Linked DNA regions of Mus musculus: region 2 is linked to region 1. A link is a contact called in public Hi-C data. All regions are on one chromosome and are shown on one strand. Each heading gives the region's core, a stretch centred on a gene start, on an enhancer-like site or on the middle of the called end of the contact. The rest is flanking DNA. Distances are from core to core; before and after follow the strand shown. Region 1 holds the start of D930020B18Rik (RIKEN cDNA D930020B18 gene). Region 2 overlaps Srgap1 (SLIT-ROBO Rho GTPase activating protein 1).

Region 1 (4,982 bases), core at 1,151-3,650:
GCATGAGAAAGTTTTCTTAAAATGGCAGGCTAGCCAGGTGACAGTTACCTAGCATCAAATTTCACCTAGGCCTTGACCCTGAGATGTTCAAGGTCATTTACAACCGGGTTGGAGGACTACAGTGTGAACCCGGTTTGCCTGCTTTAACATTATGCTCATAAATCCTATTCTTTCAAGTTAATTCAAATTAATTCAGTCTACACTAACCCTGGACTCAAGACATACCGCTCCGTTCTGATGGACGTCGATGTCGTGCCTTTTGAGCTTAGCGCCCCGCAAGGAACCCTCCATTCTCTTGGTGGAAATGGTTATCGAATGCTTGATCACTCAGAATCTATTGTGCTAAAAGTTTCTAGAGTTTGGACAGGCTCAGATGACAAGGAGCGAATACTAATCTCGGGTGTATATGGGTTAGCTACTCTGGAGGGATTTGAAAAAACTGGGGAACAAAAACACTTCAGTGTCATTACTACTTTCTGGCCCTCACTCCTGCTCTTTGGCAGGCTGGGTACTCTCTAGCCCTCACTTCTGCTCTCTTTGGTAGGCCAGGCACGTGTTAGAAGTTGCATTCTATATATGATGAGCCTTAGGCTCAGGAAGGCTAAGTGATATATATATATTTTTTTTTTCCCTAAAACTCTCACAGATAGTGAACAGTGGTATTAGTACTAATCCAATACACCCCCCTCCCCAGCCCCTGGCTCCAAATTCAGCAATTTTTTCCTTTGCAGTTGGTTAATCTCATCCTTGCCATCTGACCTTTGCTGTTTCCCTGGCAACAGAGTGGAACATGGAGAACCTGGAAACCATGACACTGTCTTCTCTGTGAGTCGCCAAGCCTAGATGAGGTCATTAGTACCTCTGTCTTGTGCTTCATCCTAAGGTTTATTAAAGTTGGTGTCTTGGTCACCAAAAGCTAATTGTTTTTCAATGGGTGTTTAAGCACCCACAGCAAGTGCAACACCATTTCTGGAATGCTCCGGGCGTTCTGTTTGTCTTGGTCCCAGGAAGTGGGTATAAAACCAGAAACCCAGAGACAGAACAGTGAGTGGTCTGAAGTCACTTTCTACCTCTGATGTCACAGTTACTGTTATTTGTCACTGAGCTGCTGTGAGGGTAACTATCAGGCAGAGTTGAGGGTCCTTGCCTTTCTATTGGCTTAAAGTGGCAAAGGTCCTTTACCAGCAAAGCTTGTAACCATGGTGAGAGTCAATTTTTATCTATCGGCTGAGGAGTCAGACAGAGCAGATTCTGGGGACACTGAGTGCTAGGCCACACAGAATTTGAGATTCTGCCAGCAGGTGGCACTTCCTCCCCACTCCGAGCAATTACATGCTAAGAAAAGAAACAATGACTTACTCTTTCCCTGCTGTGGTGAGTTGTTCACCATATCTGGTTGTATACTGAGACACATCTATGCTCTTCTCCCATGATGAATTTGGAATTGTTTACAATATTCAGCTCATAATAGTAAAGTATGAAAAGGGAGACTATAAATCACCGTAAGGAACATCAGACTTTATTGAGGTCTGTTAGCAAATAGAGGAATAATATAGTTTCATTGTATCATCTCCATGAATTTACTTTTGAGACAGGGTTTTGCCGTGCATCCCAGAACTCACTAGATTAACAAAGGTAGACCTCCAGTTTATGGCTTGTCCTCAGGCCTGTCTCTGGAATCCTGGACCTACAAATGTGGGCCAGCTCCATCCTCGGGTCTTTCTATGAGTGGGAAGGGGGAGAAAGATGGGTTTTCCGGGGTTTGAAATAAAAATGGAAGCGCACACCTAGGGCAAGTTTCTATTGTGCTTCCTAGCACGCCAACCTAACATACAGCGTTATTCCTGGCCAGCTCGCAAACGTGAAGCAACCCCTTTATTGCTCTGCATCTCTAAGGTTACATAATCACATCCTTCAACCCATCGGCTTCCAGAGGGCCCTTCCACCTGGCATTCATTTTCCGCATCGTTCTAGGCATCGGGGACACAGACGCACGGCTTGTATGGCTTGAGTTACCAAAACAGTTTGTAAGGGTCTTTGGAGACTCCTGCCTCTAAGACAAAGCTTGAAAGTCACAGCAGGCAGTGTTATGGTAATTATAGGATTCTCAACTCCGCAAAATCCCATCGGTTTCAAGTTTCTCTTTAACAGGAAATCAGATTCAAACCGGCCTCCGTTATCAGTGGAGTTTTTAATGTGACCATGTGGCTCAGTAGCTGAAAAGGGGCCGTATTTCTTCCCAGACCCTTGAGTACTTCTCCTTGTCAATCAACACTTTAGTCTTGCTCCGCCCATCGCTGTGTAGGTGAGGACGAAGTTTAGGGGCGGGACCGGGCGGGGCAGGGGGCTCGGGGAACACGACTCCGGAGCTGGTTCCTGAAGCAAGGTCCGGCTCCGGGCACCGGGACGCGCTGGTGGCAGAGGCGGCAGGCGCGCGGCTTTGTGGCGCGCGCGGGTTCCACTGGGTGTCGTGGAGTCGCAGCCACCCAGGATACTCTGCCTGGTCGCGGGTGTCGCATGGCAAGCCCCGCGCGATCCGGCTTCCCCGGGCGCACGAACAGCCGTCTGGACGCGTTCTTGCGGCGGCACCTGCCTCCGGAGGTGTACGACGCGGTCCGCGCCTACGAGCCGTGCATCGTGGTGTCGGACGCCGAGAAGCACACGTTCAAGTACGTGGTGCTCAGCGACCGGCTCATCTACCTGACCGAGAACCCGCCCAAGTCCATCCGGCGGGTAGTGGCTTTGCGGGACGTCGTGGCCATTGACCTGGTGAGGATTGCGGGCGGGCAGGCTCCTTCCTAAACTCTCGCATCCCCCTCTGGCGCTGGAGAAAGGAGGAACACCTTCCCCATCCCGCCCCGGACTTCATCTCTTGTCAGTGAAAGCAGCTGCGTGGAAAAGCTGGGGTTTGATGTAGAATTTCAAATAAACAAGTTCTCCCGTTCTCCTCCTGAAAACCCTCTGCTCCCAAATTGGGCAACAGGTTTGACAACCAGTCTCGCTATAGTGACAAGCCTCTTGTTCATTAAGCACCTACTCCGTGCGGGTACCGTGCTGCACCTCTTCTGCAGGAACGGGAGACCACACCTGTGCAAGCCAGCGCCGCCACGCTTTGTTTACTTTCTTGCCGCTCATGTGTAGTCCACACGTGACTGGTCCAGAAAAAGTGCGTGAGCGAATAATTTGCGTGATGTGCACAGGATCCGTGCGTCTTTCAGGCTGGCCACTTAATTCAAACGGAGTGGGGAAGCTTCCTGGAAGGAGTGTCCTCAGGACTGAGTCTCAAGAGATACAGTCTTGCCCTGGGTTTTAGAGTAGCCACTGTTTCCCTCTCCTCTGGGAATAGATTGACTTTAAGACGCAGCAGCTGATTGGAGGCACAGCCTCCTCTCCTGTTTCTCCTTTTATTGATTGCCTCCAGGTCTCTTTGTCTGAGCTGCTTTCCAGGTGTTCCTAGTTCCTCTGGGACTTGTGTCTAGCCTTTACTCTCGCTTGCCTAAGTCTGTGTCCCCATGGGAGTAGTTGGCAAGGCTGTTGATGAAGCTGTTTTGCCCACAGAACAGTAACTTGGCTTTAACACATTTATAAGAAAATAATACAATTAAATAATTTTCTTTTTAAATTCTACTCAGATGTCGGCTGTGGCTACCTTTGTTTCTTTGAAACTTTTATTACACTTTTTATTTTGTGTGCACGTGTATATTTGTGAGTGTGTGTGTGCGTGTGTGTGTCATGGTGAGAATGTGGAGGTCTGAGGAGTTTGTGTAAGTCAGTTCTCTCAGTTTGTGGGTCTTGGAACTTGAACACAGGTGTTGAGGCTTGGCATTAAGCAAGCAGCTCTCTGAGCTGCTGAGCCAGCTGGCCTGCTCTCTTTTCCTTCCCTTTCCTCTCCTTTCTTTTTTCTTTGAGTAAAAGAAGTAAATCCTTGACATTATTTCCACTCTTTTGAACTAATTAGAAATAAATTGCCATATAAATAAACTGCAGTGTGTGCATGTGTATCCCAGAACCTTGTGCTAGATAAGTGCTCTACCAGCGTACGGCCTTGCAGTCTGAGCAAATGTGCTAGAAAGCTTTTTTGCACCCAGCATTTTTAGCGTCTTTAGTGAAAATATTTGTTGTTTCGACAAAACTGTGATGATTTTTTGATATTGCTATTCTTCCCCAACAGACACAGTCTGTTGGTAGCTGTATATACTACTTTAAGGTGTCAGAGAGAGAGAGAGAGAGAGAGAGAGAGAGAGAGAGAGAAAGCGAGCAGCACAGTAATATTCCTTAGGGTCCAGAAACCCAGAATCAACTCTGTGAAAAGAAGCTCTATAACTTCTCATGCTTTATGGACGGATTTGCCTTTCAGGAATTCAGGAGAGTTTTTTGTTGTTGAAGAGACTCTGGCCAGCCTGTGTGTGGCAAGCATGGCTCTGGCAGGCTTTGCCCTTCTCCCCCATTCCCTCTGCCTGGCAAAAAACAAAACAAAAAACAAAAACGAAAACAACCACCACCACCACCACAACAACAACAAAACATTAGATTACATTCCTAAACTCCCAACGTCACTTCCCTATTTGGCCAATTCCTCCTCCTGAGGCTGACTACCAAGGTCCAGCTAAATTAAAGTATTGAAGTCCAGCAATCAAAAGCCCCCTTTGGCTCACCTAATTAACATGCTCAATTAAAATGAAATACCTTATCCTAACATGGGGTTCCCTATTTTATCTTATAAACCACCGTTTGCCCTTGGGCCACACCTCTCTCCCCTCCATCCAGAGGCAGTCCTTTGCCCCACTCTGGGACAAATACCCCTTCCCCTTTCCCTTGCCTGCCCCCCCCCTTTGGTCTTTCCCCTCTTCCTCCATCACCTATCTCTGTTCCTTATCCCCACCCTCTGTCCCTCTGGGACAAATCTCTTTTGTGCCGAGAACTTGGTCTTGGGGGTCCTGAGCCAATACTTTTCCATTCAGCTGTTTTTGTTTTTGAGATAA
Region 2 (4,982 bases), core at 1,378-3,877, 220 kb after region 1:
CCCTGACTCATTAGTCTGCAGTTTAAGAAGGATGCATAGTTTAATGATTAAACACTGGAGACACTTCCCTAGAACACTCGAGTGTCAAGGTCTTGTGACCCTGCCCTTTGGGGGTGCTGTTTCCCCAAGCTGACAAGAGGAGTTGATTATGATTTGATTTATAAAAATTGGCAAACAGCTATGATGTCACAAGTAATACAATTGTGAAATGCAGCAACTGGCTCACTACCATCCATCTCTGGTGGAGTCAGCTGCGCCCCAAATACAGAGAGAATGATTCATTTTGGTTAATTTGGAGATTCTAGGCTCAAGTGAACAAAGACTTCTTTTATTCCTCTTGCTTCTCCCAATCTATAATGGTTCCCTGCAGTTTTGTATACATCAGAGAGATTGGGGAAAAAAATAATCATTCTATCTTCCAATAACATCTTATTTTATAAAGACTCGGGTTTGAAAAGGAAACGGGCCCCATTTCTTTAATATGGACTAGTGCTTAAAATCAGTCTACTATTCAGAACGAAGACAGCATCTTCCACCTGATTATATGGAAGCAAGAACTGCTGCTTCGCTGTGTAAGTAGTGATTCAGGTGGGAGGCTGAAATACAAAGAGGAGACTGAAACTGAGAAAGGCCTTTCACTCCAGACACAACCTGTGCTCCTTAGAGCTTAAAAGAGAAAGGGTAACTGGAGGAGAGGGGGAGGGAAGGAGGGGAGCAAAGGTGGAAGGGACAGAAGGGAGGGAGGAAGAAGAAAGGAAGGGAGGGAGGGAGGGAGGGAGGGAGGGAGGGAGGGAGGGAGGGAGGGAGATAAAATGGAGGGAGGGCAGAAAGAATTCTGACCCCAACTACCAAACCAACTTGGTGTTTTGAAGAGCAGCTACAAAGTTTCCATCATCCCCCCTAACACTTCACTCCACCAAAGGACAAAAGCCCTGTGGGTTTCTATTTCCACTATAGCCAAGTGGATCCTGTCGGTGTGAGATCTGGTTTCACAATGGCTTCTTAATCAGACAGTGGAACAGACATCTGGCTAAGGAACTCCATTTGCCTAGCAGGTACTTCTGGACTTTTCCCTCCTAGGCGGGAGGTGTATGTGCGTGCGCATGCGTACTTCTGTGCTGGCTTCTGACAGGCAGTCTGTCTCGGGCCCCTATGGTGTTCATAGGTCCATAAAGCCACTTAGTTGGCGTGAATTTCTTACTTCTGTTATGTAACATTTCCAAATTCTAGATTTCTCAAGCATCCTGAACTTAAAAGGAATAATAAACACGGGGTGGGAGGCAGGGAGGAGAGAAGGTTCGTCAAGGGCTACTGAGAGAAAGCCTTGCCACAGAGGAGTCTCTTTTTCTAAACCAGAAGCTGAAATGACATTGGATATGTTAGGACTCAAAGATATTTGGCTAAAAAGGTCTCAAGTGATTCTATGGTGCTTATGAATTATTAATGAGACACGAAAGGCCAGCTTCTGCACAGAGAGCTGAGTTATAGCCCAAGCACATTCAATGATGAAAATACATAGGAAACCAATAAACTACTTCATTCACACAAAGCTCTGTTATTCTGGCAGATGAAGAACTCTAGATGAATGCACAACATCATAGACCCAAAAAGTGGGGGAGGAAGGGCTGTTGGAATCAAAAGCATGCATTAAAATTAAAAAAAAAATCTTCAGATGTTTAAAAATCCTAAGCACTGCCAAAATTCAGCATACTAGGTGTTAGTCTAAGCACAGCAGGCTAACCACAGCCCAAAGGGTTGCAACCAGTATGCAAGGGAAGCTGAGATGAAGCATCAAGGACAGCGACTAACACAATCACTTCGTGGACCCCGGCTCCCCAGAAGGCCCCTTGCTTTCCCTGCCTCTCTGCCCTCCTTTAGCGCACATTCCATGACACCAGGAGCCCGCAAGAGAAAGAGAGGCCCATTGGACACGCAAACTTTATATGCCCCAGTACAGGGGAACGCCAGGGCCAAAAAGGGGGAGTGGGTGGGTAGGGGAGTAGGGGTGGGTGGGTATGGGGGACTTTTGGTATAGCATTGGAAATGTAAATGAGCTAAATACCTAATAAAAAATGAAAAAAGAAAAAAAAGAAGTCTGGTGTTGCTGATTCCCCAAGTCCTAGCCAAGGACGTCTGCAGGGCAGTTCTGGAAGCTCACAGAGGAGAGCCCCAAGCACCCTGTGACTCCAGTAGCTATGGGAACTGAGAGGAGGAGGGGGTGTTGCCTATTTTCCTGAAGAAGTCTCACCTTCACCCATGTACTGTGCCCTTGGCCTGAGAGATCTGAGTGGCCTTTTCTTCTGATTCCTACATCTGGATTTCACTTCTAACAAAGCACAGCTAGGTTTATATAAGATCCCCATCCCCCATAGACCAGGCATGCGCCCTGAGCAGGGGAAAGAGGTGAACAGGACTTCACACGCTGGAGGGGCACAGGCTCCTCAGGAGAAAGGTGCTTACCGCAGTGGGTTACCAAGCACACCTTTGACTCTTACTTTGCCATGGATATCGGATAAAGACTTTCCTCACACCTTAGTTTGAGTCTTTCTGAAAAACAGGACAAGCCAAGGGCAGAAGGATTCTAAAAACAGCAGCTCTCGTGTGCCCACGAGTGGCTTTCGAGGCCCTAGAAGGACGTGAGTCCAAAGTTCCCAGATTAGCAGTCAAGTGAAGGAGTCCCTGCTTTGGAATCGCGTCTCCTCGTCCTCCACATTTCCGTCTGGACATTTATTACTTTAACCCAGAAGCCATAGACACATTTTGTGAGAAATAAACATCCCATGGGGGTCAAGCCAGATACCTTAACTTTCACAAGCACATTTTATACATTTTATATTGTGCCTCTCAGGGTTTCTGAGAATCCCCCGAAAGCTGGCAATTCCATTCGTGTTGCTCTTCTATCAACTGTGGCCAAACGCTTAATAAGAACAAAGTTTCAGAGTTCCCCCTGAGCAATGGGAAGATCTCAGTGGTACATCTCCTTACCAGGACTAGATACAAAGTAGGAACCGGGACTGATACTGACTGCTGATAGGTCCCAATGAACACCTTAATAGTCACCTGTTCCCTGAAGCATCTCCCACCCACCAGACTCATTCTCTCAGGGGGAAAAAGTCTCTGTAACAAATGCAAATAAAATCAAGAGGAAGGAGAGAGATCAGACACAGTGAGCTCAAATACAGGCGATACAGTAAATGTTATAGAAAGACTAAGGGGTCAGAGGAGTGTCAAGACTCCAGAAGGAAGCCTGCTGGTCTTTTATTTAGGGCAGTGGGTGTGCACTCGAGGAAGGATTGACTCTTGTAAACTTCTGCAACAAAGCACACAGGCCCCAAGCAAGGAAGTGCCCTGTGGTTTTGTGGGACAGACAGCTCAGCACACTGAAGCTTAGCAAGTGATGGCAAGGTGTAGATGGAACTGGGAGGCAGGTGGGTACCAATTCATAATGGATAATTACAAATATTCAGCTCTTACGCTAAGGGTTCAGGAGACCTCTGAGGAATTTCAAACATGTCTGATTTCTGACTTTTAGTACTCTGATAGTGTGGGAAGAGGGTAGAGCTTTGGAAGCCATGAGTGTAGGTTGTGGGGGTACATTTCATGGAATGGAGGGACGGACGGACGGACGGAAGGAGGTAACATGGGCAGGTGGTGAGGAGAAAGCCCAGGAGTCCAAGCTTGTCATAAGAAGTGGGACGTAGTTTTGGAATCTTTACGAGGAAGAGATCGTGGGATTTGCTGATGTATTCTATGGGAGGAAAGTGGTAGCATTTCTTGGGGTGTGGAAAATTACTAAGAAGAAAGCTGTCTGTACAGAGGGTGGGGAAGGTTGGGAAAATAGATATTAAAGGTGCTTAGGGAGTTATGAGTGTTCAGAATGCCCACACATGTGTACAACCGCTGGCAGGAAACTGATACACATATCCAGAGCCTGGGGAGAGGATCAGGGCTGATGATAGGAATCTAAGGGCCATCATTTAGATGCAACCAAGAGAAGAAGCAAAAGACAGAGATTTGGGGTCTCACTTCGGGGGCTTTTTGACATTCAGAGATCCAGAGGAATATGGCCAAGCAAACACTGGAGACAACAGCAGCAACAACAACGACAACCACCACCAGTCCTTATTTAGGGACTTCCTTGAAGCAAAAGCCTGTGGCATCCCTGCTGGAAGAAACTTTAAAATGCTACTTCCTTCAGTCACCTAACTCGTTTCAGTTTTTAAACACCCCTCAAAAATCACAATGGACTAAAACTATGTCTACATTAGTCTTCATGATCAGTAGGATGCGTTAACCCAACGAACACAGTCTCTGTAATCTTTCTAATAAGAGTTCGGGTCTAACGGGGGAAATGTGGTACCACTTTTTGGTAAGTTTTCACAGATGACTCGATACCACCATGTGTGTGTGGGGCGTGGTCCTGACGAATTAAGGAAGGCGAACTCTGAATAAGTTGGTCTTTAGTGACATAGTATGTCCCAAGAGACAAAAAGATAAGGCTCAAAGTTTTAGCATAATTGATTTTTCAGAAACGATGGCATAAAGGCAGTGGGGGCTATGCACTGCAATCTAATTCCAGTCTCATTCTGTATAAGTGGCCAGGAAAGCCACGGCATATACAGCCAATGAGCCAGTGTGTGAGAGATATCTGTGTGGAGAAAACTGGCCAGAGTAGCGAGTTATCTCCTGGAAGTATCACGTGAGAAAGACTTAGCCTCCAAGCTTCCAAGGGAGCTGCGACTTTTTTTCAGGAGAAACTGGGAAACAGAACTGTTTTGAAAGAGTAGCAAATGATTATTACTGGGCAGGTATTTGGTGACAAGGGACCAATAGCATTTTATCATTGAGGAATGCATCTTACAAGTGAGGATCTGTATGGAAAGAGATCTGTATGGAAATACAGGCCTTTCCTGACAGAAATGAGGTTTTAGTCCCAATTATTTTTAAGAATTCTGAATTTACAGACTGAGGAATTTGATTAT

The links. Hi-C and Micro-C count contacts between places; a contact is called where the count stands out from the background.
Region 2: a Hi-C map of embryonic stem cells shows a contact between it and region 1, with 2.0 times the contacts expected there. The contact joins the enhancer-like site here to the promoter of D930020B18Rik in region 1. A contact is called at or near these places in 6 of 39 promoter capture datasets (the C10 cell line, the HPC-7 cell line, embryonic stem cells and 2 more), 8 of 484 Hi-C or Micro-C datasets (the C10 cell line, cortical neurons, embryonic stem cells and 2 more) and 2 of 9 other capture datasets (adipose tissue and embryonic stem cells).

What each region holds. Positions count from the first base shown.
Region 1 is chr10:121,639,301-121,644,282 of GRCm38.p6, forward strand. D930020B18Rik (RIKEN cDNA D930020B18 gene) reads left to right here and starts at 2,401. Exons shown (of 13, transcript NM_177335.4): 1 at 2,401-2,769. The coding sequence starts at 2,518.
Region 2 is chr10:121,858,909-121,863,890 of GRCm38.p6, forward strand. All of the region lies in intron 6 of Srgap1 (SLIT-ROBO Rho GTPase activating protein 1), which reads right to left. Among named protein-coding and RNA genes, the nearest start is that of Gm46183, 66 kb to the left of the region's middle. Within about 2 kb of position 2,628, at least 13 of the 459 cell types and tissues checked have an H3K27ac peak or open chromatin away from gene starts, as enhancers often do.